2 separate regions of the Mus musculus genome follow, and region 2 is linked to region 1. Evidence: chromatin contacts called from public HiChIP or PLAC-seq data. All regions are on one chromosome and are shown on one strand. The core of a region is the stretch at or near the end of the contact, and the rest is flanking DNA. Distances in the headings are between cores, read along the strand shown.

The links. HiChIP or PLAC-seq counts read pairs in DNA pulled down with a chosen protein or histone mark.
Region 2: a contact with region 1 is called in an H3K27ac HiChIP or PLAC-seq map of embryonic fibroblasts, with 14 read pairs. The contact joins two enhancer-like sites. A contact is called at or near these places in 1 of 15 datasets of contacts at CTCF or cohesin (the NIH/3T3 cell line), 3 of 484 Hi-C or Micro-C datasets (adipose-derived mesenchymal stem cells, cerebral cortex and embryonic fibroblasts) and 2 of 115 datasets of contacts at active chromatin or transcription factors (the NIH/3T3 cell line and embryonic fibroblasts).

The regions. Positions count from the first base shown.
Region 1 is chr15:62,318,479-62,323,806 of GRCm38.p6, forward strand. No RefSeq gene overlaps it. Among named protein-coding and RNA genes, the nearest start is that of Pvt1, 280 kb to the left of the region's middle. Within about 2 kb of position 2,618, at least 55 of the 459 cell types and tissues checked have an H3K27ac peak or open chromatin away from gene starts, as enhancers often do. A contact at or near this core is called in the NIH/3T3 cell line and embryonic fibroblasts, where this site is marked.
Region 2 is chr15:62,960,115-62,964,745 of GRCm38.p6, forward strand. No RefSeq gene overlaps it. Among named protein-coding and RNA genes, the nearest start is that of Gm30113, 8.2 kb to the left of the region's middle. Within about 2 kb of position 2,752, at least 11 of the 459 cell types and tissues checked have an H3K27ac peak or open chromatin away from gene starts, as enhancers often do. A contact at or near this core is called in the NIH/3T3 cell line and embryonic fibroblasts, where this site is marked.

The sequences.
Region 1 (5,328 bases), core at 1,368-3,867:
GATTTTTCTGGGGTCCAGCTTCTTGAGCTCTTTGTATATACAATTGTACATCTTAATCAACTCTGGGGGGATAGAAGTAGATGGTTGGACAGGCCTGAGAATTTCCATGAACTGGGATTCCTGGCATTGACAATTACAGTGCTTTGCGGCATTTAGTTCAAAAGAGAATGCTTGGCTGTTGGCTGTCATCCTGATACAGTCATAAAGAGGTTATCTGCAGACAGAGACTGGGCAACACTTTGCTAGACCTGTGGGGGAAAAAAAAAGCTCAGAGATTCTTAGAACTATCTCAGGCCATCCAGCTCCATGATGAGTATTTCCATGTTGGCTTTAGAATATCCTGTGATCATGATAGACTGTCATCAATTAAGCCATTTGAACAGAAGCCATAAGACATCTAGGTGACATTGGATGAATCACATACTTTTTCCTTGTTTTGGCTTTGGTACCTATTTTGTTAAAAAAGAAAAAAAATGTTTTGACGTGGGAACCTATTGCACCACAAAAAAGGGATAGATTCTATTGGGGCTGCCTGAAGAATAGTTAGAGTTGAAATGTTAAGAGGTATTGGCTTAAAAAGACATGGTGTGAGTTTGGAAACTGGATATATAAGACAGTATGGTCTCTGTGCAGCCCTAGTGACATCGTATAGATGACCTCCTGATGACAACCACTGCAAAACTGATCAATAGTCATATTAGAGCATAACAGCCCTGTGTGCTATGCTCATGGATTTGTTGGTCATGGATTTGTATGGAGCTCAGCAAAGATGTCTTATCTCTGCTGCATGATGCTGTGGGGCTAAGCTCAGAATATAGCTGAGATAGCTGGAAGAGGAGCTAGGGTGACTTGAGAGCTGGCGTGCTGAAGACTGCCAAGCATGTGCCATTAGACAGGACATGAACGCCCCTCAAGCATCATAGATTCCAGGGGGTCATGCTTCCACCATGGCTATTTAAGGTTTTTCTTTAATCTTACTTGTTTTTTGTTTGCTTGTTTGTTTTGCTGTGCTGGGAACTTAACTTAATGCCTCACATATAGTAGACAAAGGCTATATTACTGAGCTGTACTCCCAGCTCCTTCTGGAGATTTTAAGAGGAAGTGTTCCAACAAGCATAGGAGAATAACATGACCTTTTACTATGCAGCCTTGAAAGTCGCATCATGTCATTTATGTTGATTTATGTTGAACTTTATTGAAGCCATCATGGCTTGGTCATGTTCAAACTCGGAGAACACAGACTCCATTGCTCAGTGGGAGCATCCTTTAAGAACTGACAGCCATACCTTAAAATAATAAGAGAGTTTATATATGTTTCTTGAAATAGTAGGAAGATTTAAAAAACAGTATGGAGAAGAAGCAATAAGAAGCAAAATTAACCTCCATTATAGCTATCATTGTAGGGTATAGGTATGGTAGGGACTTACATATGCTTCACAAAGTTTAAGTCACTCAATTGCCAAAATACTCCAGGGAGGCAGTGATATTATTATATCTACTCTGTAGCCAAAGGGACAGGAGCACAGACAGCTGAGATGACTTTTCCAAGGTTCTTAATGCTAATGATTTGACATAATAGGAACAGCAACAACTAGCATATATTGAGTATTTACCAAGTGCCTGGCATGTGGTGAACCTACCCAGTAAAATACACTAGACTGTGCCAAACACTTTCTATGAATTGTCCTAGATTTTACAATAATCTTGCAATGTATACACATTTGCTGTACTGTCTTATGCCAGAGAAAACTGAAGGTCTATGAAATTACCTGCTCAAAATTAGGATGTTAGAAAAAGCTCAGTTTTATTTTTTCCTTCCTTGAAGTCTGGGGCCTGGAATGTATTCAGTTGAGAAAGGGGAGTGATGAGTTAGGGGTGGGGCACTTCTATAGATTGTGGTAGAATGAGATTTGGACAAGGTTTAGAGCTTCAGTGGGAGCAAAGAAGAAAATATCCTGAGATTATGAGATAATGAGTATGTAATTATAAGTGTGTGTATCTGTGTATGCATATGCATGTATGTATTTGTGAGTGGTACGTGTGTATGTGTGCACATGTGTGTCTCTGTGTGCATGTGGTTTTTTGTAAATGGTGTGTGTCCATGTGTGTGTGTGCGCGCATGCATGGAAATAAATCTCTACTAAATTCATCAAGTATCTCTGATACTAACATTGAGTTTATCCATGTGCCAGTTCCTTGCTGGAAGCAGAAGCCCATGCAGGGAAGCGTTAACTTTTATATCCTTCCTAGTGCTCAGCGAGGGAGTACTTCCAATTCAAGGTCCATGAACTGGATTCTGCTTTGTGACTCTACTGCTCTGTCCATGGCAGAGTCTTCATCTCTGCCTTACACAGACCCATAGGCCTGGGGCTGCAAGAAGAATATGGAAATTCAATATGCTCACTCAATATGGAAATCGGAGTTCAGGTAAGAGAAAGTTGGCCATGGTAATGGTATCTTATGAAGAAATTTGTAGTAACGTTGGAGATGGAAGCAGAAATCGAGTACATAGTCCCTTTGTGTCTGGAGTTTTCAGATAGCCTGGATCCTGCTCTGCTCACATCTGTTCATTATGGCTTCCTCTTTGACCTGGAAGTCACCATGCTGATTCATCCATCAGTCACTGGAGTCTGGATTCCCCTCGGCTGTGCTGTTCTAGAAGCCTTCAGCTGTCATTTGATGCTTATTAAGAAGAATGAGTCAGGATGGTGGCTTAAGACACAATTTCCAGCCCGGTCTGTGCTCCCTTCCTCTTCTCTCCTTGCTGAACTATTCTGAGCTTGCATGCTCACAGGGCTTTGTCCAGGGTAGGAAGAGCCTGGGCTCTGGCGCATCAGAATGCCAGGGAAGTCGCAGCTCTGCAGTTTGCTTACTGTGTGACCTTGAGCAGGTTTATGTCCTTTGCATTGTTCCTTTAGCATAAAGTAGGATTGTTTGAGATTTGAATATGATTAAATATTAGGGCTTTGCACAAGATTTGGGGAACACTCAGCATGTAAAAATAGCCCCAGTTCCTTTGCATAAATAATCATATGCTAGGTTTTTTACTCTTTGGCCTGGGTCATCTTAGTGTTATCTATCCAGTGGGATTCTGAGAACTATTTCCTCCCCTCCCCTTTTTTTTTTCTGATGGACTGATGTGGATCATTTCTGTGAAATTCTTTTCTGTGGATCTCTGGGATGAAAGGAAGCAACAGCTCTGGAAATGGGCAGCTACAGTCTTGAGCCTGGCAGTCCATGACCTGCATTCTGCTTTGTGACTCTACTGTTCAGTCCATGGCAGATTCTTCATCTGTTTCATTGACTGTTTGGTGACATGAACAGGCACCAGAGCAAATCTTTTGTACCTGAGTGCTGCTGGGTGGTCTGTGCTTCCTGACTTGGGTGAATTCTTAAGCTCTGCTAGATGGCCCAGCCCCACACTAGTTCCTAGACTGTTCCAATATAGACCTTCCCTCAGATTCCTTTGATCTCTTTAGAAGCAAAGAAGTTTGTGGACTTGCTGCCTTCACATCCTTCCTGCCCTAAGCCTGACATGTAGAGTCTGTACTCTCTTTCACCCATGACCTCTGTCTACAGCAGGCAAAACCACCCTTTGCCATACCCAATCTGTTCCAGGTCCTCTTTCAGCCTTGATGCCCCTGTTCTTCACAGTTAATGGGCATATAAATGCTGTCCTTCTCAGTCAGCATAAAGAATGGCTCCTACCCTCCCCTGAATAGATCTAATGGAAGCAGCTAAGGAACCGAGAGTCATAAAATAGCTATGCAACTCACCAGTTTTATACGAACAAATCACTTAACTTCTCAGCCACAACTGTTCATATTTGAAAGGGCAGGGATCATGCTAATTGCCCTGTTCCTCCCTCCACCCCATTTACTGTGAGAATCCAATGAGATAATGTCTGTGGAAGTGCTCTGTAAATGCAACACTGTTATTAGAGCAGGATGGCCTGTTATTATTAAAAACTGGTTTCCCTGATTCCTCCAACTCTCCCTCTTCCTCCATCTTCTGAGTTGACTGGGCAATTGAGACTTAGTGGCAGTACAGCTTTTGGGGCTAGAAAGTAGCAAAAGTTCTGTCCTGCTTATCCAGAAGTCAAAGTGAGATGACATCTGACACCAGAAGTGTTCTTGGCTTGACAGCTGAGAATCCTGGTGGAAACAGCTTTGGTGATGTGGGGAAGCATCACACAGTATCCAGTGAGTAAGTCTTGCTCAGGTTGGTGTTTCCAGAGACCTTGCTGCATAATGCACTCCACAAATGCTGCTCTGGTCTCTTTCTTTGCTGTAGTGTCATTTCCTTTTGGGGATCACCAACACCTCCTGGAAGGATGCCTACACACTTGCTTAATGCAACTGTCTAAAAGCCAACCTCTTCATTTTATGTCACCAACTAGCTTAAGCCCTACACTGTAGTCCATTTCCTTCAAGGCTATTCAAATGGAAGGGAATTTCTGTTGAGTCTTCTGGCCTTTCCCCTAGCACTTCTTAGCTTCTCCTGTCTAAACCTTCAGCAATCTTATGCTTATAGTTATTGTTGTTGTTGGTTCTTTTTAATGTTTTAAATCTTCTTTCTTCCAGAATAGCTTCTCCTAGCTACCAACCACAAATAAAGCTGACCCAAACCCCTTTGACAATGTGAGTTGCCTTTCAGTGCATTTCTATAGTAACTTGCTTTCCCCTTCAGGAGCCATTGGTGATGCTCATGCCTCACGACCTCTCTTCTCTGAGAAGCTGGTGATTCCACAAGACTGGCTTCCGCTTGATACTCTGTTGCTCACTCCTTAACATCATAGCATCCAGCCCAGGGCCCAGAAATGAACGAAACCACACAGAGTGGATGAGCTAATATTTATCGGATAATAATTATCAGAGGCTTGGTCTCTGAAACTAGAGACTCTCAGAGATCTTAATGCATAAACACAAATGGACAGCATGAACAAAGCATGCTGCTCTTACATTTTCTCTTAGATCCTTACACATGCCAATCAGCTAAAGTTGCTTAGTATTTATAGAGTGCTTCCTCTGAGTTGAACATCTTATAAGACTCAGAAACTTCAAACTCCCCTGTTGTACTCAGAAGTACTGCTATTCTTCTGGGACTTAGGTAACACCACGGCCCAGGAACTTTTGGTTATTTACCCAAGGTCACCCATCCATCAAGTGAAGGATAGATATTGAGTCAGATCTATTTTCTTCAAAAATCCAAATTCACTGGACTGGACTGTGTGGTTTCTGGTCTGAAATCTTGAAATACATTATGAATTAGTTTCTTTTGTTTCGGCGTCGCCCTCCTCCTCTTCATCATCCTTCTCCTCTTCTTTTG
Region 2 (4,631 bases), core at 1,502-4,001, 640 kb after region 1:
GAAGCAAGAGAAACAGGATAGGGAGGGTCTGAGCCTCCATACAACATCCTCCAATTTGATATCCTCAGTAAAACAAAGTACCACACTTTGGGGCACTGCTTTCTGGGCCTTAACACTTACAATTCAGTCAAGGAAGCCTAATTTATTATTTTAATTTTTCAGAAGAACATCCCAACCTGTAGATAATTGCCCATGAGCCTGTATAGACCAACTCCAAATCTCTGCTCATAGCAACAATTTTCCCAGCATGTTCAAAATGTAAGCCAGGCAGGTCTGACTGAATTAGTGATTAGTTTTGAAGCTAAAGGAATGACATCAGTGGATCTCATATATCCATTTCTATTAGGTAATGTTGTCAGTTTTATTGGATTAAGGAAGGAACAGGACATCAGTTAGTCATTCTTTGAGTTCATTTGTAAGGGTATTTCCAGCTAGATTAGCTGATAGAAGAATCATCATAAATATGCTTGGTTCCACCCAAGGATGTGGGATCCCAGACTGAAAAAGTAGAGTGAGAAAGAAGAATGAGACCAGCATTCACCTTTCCTTACATCCCTGCCATCTCATGCTCCCATCATGCCTTTCCCACAATGGACTGTACCCCTCAAACCATGAACTCACAAAAATCTTTTCTTCCTTCAGTCGCCTCTTATTATGTGCTTTGTTGCAGCAAAGACAAACATAACCAATACATCTGATGCAATCTGCATACATTTTTCTGGCAAGGGGGAAGGATTGCAAAGTGCTGTTGTCACTATAGTAAATTTCTACCAAAGGGAGAAACAAAAGAGAAGAGTCATCAGTAGCCACAAGAGAGAATCCAAACCTTTTTATGATCTATCTTTCATTCTCCAAATTGAAATATATTTCAATGACCAATCAAAACCTATCTTTTAGACATCTCTGACTAGTTAAGCATTACCTTGCTATCTCCTCACCTTGATATTTGCTCTGTGTCTATCAGCATTTTTAACCCTATGTTCTTCCCACTGTCTTTGATTTAACACAACTTTGTCTTCCACTCAAGCCATGAGATGCCTCCCCAGTACCCACTGCACTCTCTCAGCACTAATAGGCCTGTGACTCAAACTAAACTCGTATGTTACTGAGATTCTTCCCCTATATGATCTCTGAGTAGCAATTCTATTGTGTGGTACAAGCCTGCTGGGCTCAAAAGTGTCTTTGACCATGCCTTTAATACCACATAAGAGAAGCCTATGGATAGATCCCTTGTTTGAGATAGTAAAACAAAGGTCAGGGAAGACAATAAACTGAGTCAAGAAAACTGAAGACCGCATATATAGGAGATTTTCTGAAATCTTGTCTTTGATCCAATGCTGAAGCTGCCATGCATAAAGTATCTTAATAGACTCATGTCACCTGATAGCCAGAAGACAGAAGCAACTCCACCATATAAATGTAACCTCTAACCACACCATTCTTTCTACCTGGAGTAATCTGTACTTCATGGAGAGTCCACGAGAGAAACAGAAAGAGTCCTGTCTAGTCACCAGAGGATGGGCAGAATTCTTCCTTCTCTATCTACAAGAAAGTCAGGAAAGGCTTCTTATTGACTTTGAAGCAAAGAAAACACTGAAGTGGTAGATTTTGTTATTGTTTCCATATATACATAGACACACACACACACACATATACACATATGAGAATATATATATGTGTGTGTGTGTGTGTGTGTGTGTGTGTGCAGTTGTTTCCATATGTGTGCATGTGTCTGTGTATGTATACATGCATATACAAGGCAAATGTTGTATTTAATAGCAATTTATTCTTTTTGTTCTTTTTAAAAAGAAAACACATGTTCTTTTTTTTTTTAAGATTAATTGTATTTATATGACTACATTGTACCTGTCTTCAGACACACCAGAAGAGGGCATTGGATCCCATTACATTGTTTGTGAGCCACCATGTGGTTGCTGGGAATAGAACTCAGGACCTTTGGAAGAGCAGTTAGTGCTCTTAACTGCTGAGCCACCTCCTCAGCCTAGCCATTTATTCGTAAGCAAACAACTCACCATATTTGAATCTCAATTGCTTAGACATCAAATGAGGATGCATTGCTCAGGCTCCTGAGAATACATAACATAAATTGTTTTTAAAGCATTAAGTCTGATTGAACCCAAAGGCTTAACAAATGGCAATTCATTTTATTTTGCATATGAAGTGTTTGCCCTTGACTGAAGGAGATATATTTAAGTGAGCTCAACTGTTAAGTGGATTATTTCCTGTATTTTAAAGCCTCTTTAGTGTGGTCAAGATTGAGCTGGACACTAAGAATGTCTGTTCATGTTTGCCTTTTGGGACTTGGTAGTCTGAAAGGATATGGCCCCAGCTTCATACAGGATATGTTTGAAACAAATGGAAAACTGTATAATACAAAAATGCATTCCTTTAGGTTTATGGAACAGTGAAGTCAAATGAAGCAGAGGACATCTGAGGAAACTTTAGGGAGATGAAATCCACTGCCTACACAGAAGAGTGAGCTGGATGTCCATAGGTGGGAAGATGAAGAACAATGTGTATTTTTCATCAGATTTTTTCATTAAATGAAAAATTACTAGCAAAATAGCATTGTCTCACTTCCCATGTGGCTAAAGTCTTATTCATATTCTTATAAAAGAAAGCTGAAGTTTCCTGAGTGCTTCAAAAAGATAGCCGTATGCTACACCGCTTTTTTATGAATCAGCCGTTTCCAAACATGACTACATTACGTGTCTTTTAAAGACTTCTGCTATCACTCTCTGAAACCCCGGGAAAAGAATCTCTGTGGTTTTACATTCCTTTGCATTTACTCTAGAGGAAAACACACCATGAAAATTTCCATATGTTCATCTTCCCCTGTACATATTTATGTGAACAGTTTCCTTTTTAACAACTTTCAAAACATATGCTCTTTCCCAAGTTATTTCCCCTAAAAGTAATTCAGTGATGGCATGATTCATGGATTATGGGAACCATGAAAAGTTACTGAACCAGGTGTGACATTTGGACTCGTTAAAAGTCACTGTACCAGAACACATCAAATGGCAAGATTTGCCCCCCACCTTTGGGTGCTCACATCATTCCACTTTAGTCTGTGATGAAGCTGTTACAATTGAAGCAGGCTGCTAGTTTAAACAAGAGATCATCACGATAGTCATTTGTCATATAACATCCCTCAAAATGCTAAAGCTTGGCGTCTGAGTGAAAACGGATGGGAGACAGACAATAAATACAAATACTGAGAGTAGTAGATCATAATTTCCTACACTCAGCCCTGATTTCTACTGAATTGAAGTAAATAACACATGCATAGTTTAAGTTGTAAATATCCAGCCAAAGAATTTCCTAAAGATAAACCTCTGTTAATAACACCTCTTACTCTACAGCCAATTCCAGTTTTGAAATTAATATACACATTTGGTTAGTAGTTTGGATAATATTGAAGATCCATTTTATACTATTGCCATGATCTAGATCTGGCCTGAATATTTTCCAGAGATTCACGTAGCGAAGTTGGACTGCTATGGAAATTATAATAGATCGGGACTTCAGGTAGTTATTAAATCACTTCTTAAGGGATACCTGTTAGTCTCATATGGTGATTTCTCATAATTGCAAGTTGGGATAAAATCTTCACTCCTACATATGATCCGTTTTACACATACTCAATGTCCCTTTCAGAGTCTTCTTTATGTTGTGAAAAAAATCAATGTGCCCCTCACCAAAGCCCAGACAAATAAGGTAGATTGGTTATCTTAAACTTTTACCTCTGAAACCATAAATCAAATAAAATTACTTCATTTAGATTGAACTTACCAGAAGCATTGAACTTCTGGTATATTTTGTTATAGCAGCAGATACTTGACTAAATTGGGAACCATTAGTACAGTGTGTGGTTGTTGGAATAAAAATATTTAACAATACAGAAAAGGCTTTGGAACTAGAGAAGCAGGGCACAAACAACAAGCTGGAAGTGGTCTGTTCCATGGTATATGAGAGGCATTCTGAGGGATTCTGGTGATGGCTCAGAATAAAGGGTATATGGAAAGACCTAGATATTTTCCAAGATGATGAGGTCTCAGAGAGAAATGAGGACTGTCCTATCGGAAATTGGAGAAAGGGACATTCTTATTATGATGCAGCAAACAACTGCACTGAACTCTGCCCATGCACGAGGGCTTTATGGAGTGATGGGATTGTTTAACTGGTAAATGAAATTTCTAAACAAAATACAGAAGGAGCTACAAGAGTACCCTTGCCAGCTTGCAACATGGCCCAAGAATAGAAGGAAATTCACCAGAGTAATTTGAAAATTCACAGGCCAGATAAAAATATGTATGAGCAAACAAAATACTGATGTAGGCAAATAATCACTTGCTAATGAGATTATCATATATAAAAGGAATCTAGGTATCATTTTTCCAAAACAGGGAAATGACTTCAAGGACATCTCATAAATCTCTGAGGCTACTTCTCCTAATGCAACACTGAAGACCTTCTAGGGAAAAAAAATGGTTTAGGGAATAAACCCAATGCCATCATCACAAGTTTACTATCCAGTATTGTCTTGGAATTTGAACTGATCTCCCAAATGGCCAAGTGAAGGCACTGACAAGAGTTATAGGGACTGT